Regions from separate parts of the Triticum aestivum genome. Here region 2 is linked to region 1. A link is a contact called in public HiCAR-type data. All regions are on one chromosome and are shown on one strand. Each heading gives the region's core, a stretch centred on a gene start, on an enhancer-like site or on the middle of the called end of the contact. The rest is flanking DNA. Distances are from core to core; before and after follow the strand shown. Region 1 holds the start of LOC123166830 (very-long-chain 3-oxoacyl-CoA reductase-like protein At1g24470). Region 2 holds the start of LOC123167792 (protein PSK SIMULATOR 2).

Region 1 (2,690 bases), core at 89-2,588:
AAGTGGCTGGTGTCAGATTTTTAGTGATTCCAAAAAAATAAAACGAGAGTGGGTCCAGGAATCACGCCACTTCACTCACTCGTGAGACAGTTTCCTACTCAGTTGCTGGCATGGCACGCCGACGCCGTCGACGATCGCCGGCTCCGGGACGTCTTCCTCTGCCGCAGGCCCTCGCGCAGGCAGGCCCAGTCCTGCACGCAGCCGGGCACGACGTCAAGAAGGCACCACAGCAGCCGGTGCCGGAGGCTGGGCACGCAGAGCGGGCCGCCGCGCCCGACCCAGCGCACCGCCGCGCGCGCGTAGGCGTCGGCGGTGGGCACCAGCGGCGCGGGGCGCCAGAGCGCCGAGAAGGCCGCGACCATCGCCGTCGCCACGAACATCGGCGCCTGGCACTGCACGTCGACCCCTCTGCCCCCGTACTCGGCGGCGAGGCCCCCGGAGAGCACCGCGACGTACCGCTTGGTGCCGGAGTAGACGGCGTGGAGCGGGAAGGAGGAGACGGCCTCCGACGTCGCCGACCCCATGCTGACCACGGCGCCCCTGCCCCGCGCCGCCATGCCCGGGATCACCGCCGCCGTCACCACCGTCGTCGCCCACAGGTTCACGCGGATCATGCGTATCAGTGCCTCCGCGTCCGCCTCGTGCAGGAACGCCGCGCCCGGGTTCATCACCCCGGCGTTGTTCACGAGGACGCCCACGTCCAGCCCCTCCACGACGTCCCGGAGCCGCCGCAGCGCCTCGTCGCCTGCACGCCGCCGGCCGAGAGGATCATCAAGTGCCTGCAGGCCGTCGCCATGCGCTCCGATATACCCCAAACCTGTGTAAACTACGTGGTACCTTGGGGGGGTGGAGACGAGCGAGAGGTCGAACACCACGGTCCTGGTCTGCACGGCGTGACGGGACATGACCGCGTCGGAGACCTCCCGGAGGTCCGCGGCGTCGATACCGACGAGGACGAGGTCGAGGCCCCGGCGGGCGAGCTCCAGGGCGACGGACCGGCCGATGCCGGACGTCGGGCCGGTGACCACGGCCCACGTTCCGTAGTACCGGCGGAGGTCCTTGGGTCGGCGCACGCAGTGGGCGAGGTGGACGAGGAGGCGAGACGAGAGCACCGCGACGTGGAGGGCGCCGAGGACGGCCAGCCAGAGGAACCACGCCGGCGTCTGCTGGAGGTCAGCCGCCATTCTCCACTCTCCTGACCCTCGTTCACGCGTTCGGTGCCAGTTTTGTAGTAGCAGTAGCATAGACAACTGCCCATGGTCCAGGGGACACACTCCAAGTACCAACCACTAATTTTGTTGGAACAGAGATGCAGGCAACCTGCCGAGATGTGTGCAGCAACATGTCACAATCTTGACCTCAGCTCATATGGCAACCATATCATCAGCAAGTTAAAGATTTAACATTAACAGGAGGCTGCAATGGAGCCTCCACTGAATGTATACATCTGGTCAACCAAAACTAAGCTCAACAATGAAACCGAAAACTTCTCTCAGAAGAAGAACAATGGCGTCGAAATCGAACCGTGCATCGATGCTCCGCCCTCAAGCCTAATCACAAGGAGAAATATTCTACGTAATGCACAACAACAGGCAGGCCGACAAATTCAGCCCGCTCACCGCTCATCGACGAACAACTTACAAACTGGAATTGGACGGCAGGGCGTATCCTGTTCCTAGTATGAATTGTTTGGATAAATCTAGACAGGTTCCTATGTACGTGCGAACGACGAAAGAATGGCTGACGAAATCTTCATCCTCTCAACCAAAACCGCCAGAATGCTGGCGCTGCCAAGATTCCGCTGCAACTCACATCTCTCTTCCTTTTTGTACAAGTGACCGAGGACTTTCTCTTCTGCGGTCAAAGTATTTGGACTTGACTCTGAATGTACGATCAGGGTGTGGCGGGCGAACTTTGCGGAGCGGCAAAGTAGTCATCTTCGACGTTCCTCAGTAGATTGTCGCTGCCTACGCTGATATACCAAGATATTCCTCTATCCAGAGGCCAAGTGGATGCTGCAAACAGAAGAATAATTTTTCAGGTCTTTCCAAAATCAAATACTGATACGAAATATGAAAGTGAACTGCTTATAACAGCTTTGAAAGAACAAATTCTGTTCAAAACAGCGGCTGGGGCAGAAAAGAACTACAACATTTTTCTTTTCTACTCCCTCCGTCCCACAATATAAGATCGTTTTTCAAGCTACGGACGGAGTATTTGTGAATATCAGTGAGAATTAGTGGAGTAATAACAGAAGAATAAATTTTCAGGTCTTCCCTAAATCTGCTATTGATACGAAATATGAAAGAGAACTGCTTATAACAATTAACAGGTTTGGAAGAACAAATCCAGTTCAAAATAGCAGTTGGAGCAGAAAAGAACTAAAACATGTTTCTTTTTTATTTGTGAATAACAGTGAGAATTAGTGCTCGCAGTTACGCAGTAGTTAAGAAACATTCTGATGGATCTATTACTCCAAGTTACTCCCTCCGTAAAGAAATATAAGAGCGTTTAGACCACTAAAACGCTCTTATATTTCTTTACAGAGGGAGTACTAAACATATGTTTATTATTTATTTTAGAATATCAGTGGGAATAGCTGGTTTAGCACAAACTATTTCAAAAGAAAAGGGTGTCTTGAGAAACTTGAAGTTATTATTTCCCTCACAACAAAATGGAGATGATGGTGA
Region 2 (2,690 bases), core at 116-2,615, 130 kb after region 1:
CGATTCGCTTGCTTGCCGACGGCCAATAATAGTGCAGACCCGTTCAAGCAATCGAGTCCATGTGATAGAGGCGTCTTCGTCGCAGGTTCAATTAATGTATAATAGTGACTGTTCATCGGTGATCAAACACCACGTGTTGTTGCTGTCCACCAAGCATTTAAATCTAGGCCGTTATTACCGATATATATATATATATATATATACGCCGTTTATCAATTTTCGGGCTCTACCGATATAAATATAACACACCAAATGGTCCGAATGTAGCAAATAACATGTGATAGAATAACCAGGAAGCGCTATGACGTTGCCTGTGATGCTCAATAAGCTCATCTTGGATCTGAGCATGAACTTGTCGGTTCTCGATCTTGCGATGCTCTTCGAGGAATACCAGGATTCTGTTCGTATCATACTCTGGCTCGGTTGGAGACCCATTGGATGTACCGAAAGTTCTCAGGCATGCATACCACTCTCGCCTTCAATGATCATGTTATGCAATATCATGCAACAAGTCGTGATCTGCCATAGAACCTTGGAGCTCCAGTACTCGGCAGGGCCACGAACAATTGCAAAGCACTTTTGAAGCACACCAAAGGCTCTCTCCACATCTTTCCTAGCAGCTTCTTGATAGTGGGCGAAGTGAATATTTCTGTGACCTTTTGGATGCGGAATTGTTTCGAGTAATGTGGCCCATGGTGAATAGATGCCATCCGTAAGGTAGTAACCCATTGAGTAGTTGTGCCCATTGACCGAGTAGTTACAAGCCTAGAAAACAGTGGTCAGAAAACGACTTGTGTGAATTCGAAAGTGCCGGCGGAAGTACTTCTCCGAATAGGTTGGATTTGGTGCAAAGTAGTCTCTTGTGATCTTGACATGGCCCTTCACTCTCTCACGGTTGATGTGTACGTGTACGGCAGTTCTCCGACGCCACCTTATGTGCTTGCCATCGGAGCTGGGATTCTGGTCTTGCTATATGCCACCAACCGGCATTGTCACTCTTCGTACAAATGTTGATAGGATCGTGTCGTGTGCCACATGCTTGTTTTTGGATACCCTACAAACCTAAAGGAAAAACTAGTCGAGTGTTTACCTAAGCTTATTGATTTATATATAAGATCCAGGGCCATCTAAGAACCTTCCTATCGTATGCACAACCTTTTGGACGGTGGAACTGTAAAACTAGTCGGCACACGGAGGAGGAGCTGTTGCCCGGTAGTGAAGTGAAGGCAGGGTGAAAAGGAAGGAAGGCGGGTGCGGTGGGAAAGCGGCTGGTGGGAAGAGAATAGCCGAATAGGATTGTGGGAGGGAGGGAACAAGTCAAAGGCTGCGAACGCAACGCGACGGCGACCAGCCCAGGGGCGACGACGACGCCAAAGGAAACCCAAAAGCACCACCCTCCTCCCTCCATCCGTCCATCCATCCATCACCCTCCTCGCCTCGCCTCTCCGTCCCATTCCCCCGCCCTCCTCCCAACCAATCCCGTGCCACTGCCCCGCCCACTCCGGACTCCATCCTCCAACTCCACCTGCCTGCCGGACGCCGGCGACCGACGGGAGAGGCGCCGAGCGGCTCTGGATTGGAACCTGCTCTCGAGGCGGTAGGCGCGCCATGGGGTGCGTGTTCTCCAGGCGGGAGAAGCGGGAGGGGTCGGCGCGGCCGCAGGGCCGGTCCGTCCAGCCGCAGCCGTACCACCACCAGCAGCACCAGCAGCAGGCGCTCGGGGCGGTCTTCGACGCGCGCCGGGGCCGCTACGGCCCCACCGACTTCGACTCCGGGGAGATCGCCATCCCGCCGCCGCACAAGCCCCACAAGGTACCCACCCGCTCTTCCACCGCCACTCACCAATCTTTGTTTGTGTGTTTCTTTCCCTCGAGCCCGGGCTCTGCCCGCCGGCCGGCCGCCGCGGCAGAGACCTTCGGTTGCGCGACGAGCGCGTTATTCGCCTCTCGTCAGGCAGAGCAGAGCAGACCGTCTAACAGAGTTTCAGAAACTTCAGTACGCGTTCCAATCTGCCCGGAGCATACGCCACAGGGAAGTAGTTGTTTCAGGTGAAGCTGCCGCGCAGGTCGGCCATGGCACCGGATGTCTCCAGCACAGATTACTCCGTCCAAACGAAGAATTTGGCTTGGTTCCGCACAGAGCTGTTCCGACGAACATTTGGATTGGGGAATCAATCAATCAATCAATCAGCGTGCTCTCGCCGGAGCAGGGGGACTGGTGGTACAGGAGGCAGAGTCCAAACGTAACGCCAGGTCAATCTTGGCGGCCATTGTTTTTTCATTCACACACCGGAGGCTTGGTCGCACACGGATGGATTCCTCTTGGTCAGCTGAGCTTGCTTAATCTGCATTCGGGTTGCTGTCAGCACATAGTATAAGTCTACTCCTTGGACTGGTCAAGCCAGTGACCCGGACAGAAACTTCCATCTTTGCGGCTGCTGTTGACCGCTTCTTCGATGCTATCCATGGAGCTTGAGACACTGGCAATACTGCGCTGTGCTTCTCTTGTGGAAATCGTCCAACTTGGCCGCTTTGACTTGCAGCCACAAGGAAGCACCGGATGGTGAAGCACAGACCGGGGGAGTAAAAAAAGAAAAGAAATGAAGCGATGCCGGCGTATGTTGCTGTCAAAATGATTTGGATAAGCAGTGAAAGATATAGGAACTCAAGCATCTATCTGGTTAAGGGAGT

What was found. HiCAR-type assays count read pairs that join an accessible place to other places.
Region 2: a HiCAR-type map of leaf shows a contact between it and region 1, with 2.2 times the contacts expected there. The contact joins the promoter of LOC123167792 here to the promoter of LOC123166830 in region 1. A contact is called at or near these places in 1 of 5 Hi-C or Micro-C datasets (an unstated tissue) and 1 of 1 datasets of contacts at active chromatin or transcription factors (leaf).

Annotation. Positions count from the first base shown.
Region 1 is chr7D:618,360,816-618,363,505 of IWGSC CS RefSeq v2.1, forward strand. LOC123166830 (very-long-chain 3-oxoacyl-CoA reductase-like protein At1g24470) reads right to left here and starts at 1,339. Exons shown (of 2, transcript XM_044584635.1): 1 at 838-1,339; 2 at 1-745. The coding sequence starts at 1,258. The coding sequence ends at 99. LOC123166832 (probable magnesium transporter NIPA6) reads right to left here. Exons shown (of 9, transcript XM_044584637.1): 9 at 1,384-2,015. The coding sequence ends at 1,894.
Region 2 is chr7D:618,492,190-618,494,879 of IWGSC CS RefSeq v2.1, forward strand. LOC123167792 (protein PSK SIMULATOR 2) reads left to right here and starts at 1,366. Exons shown (of 12, transcript XM_044585654.1): 1 at 1,366-1,812. The coding sequence starts at 1,609.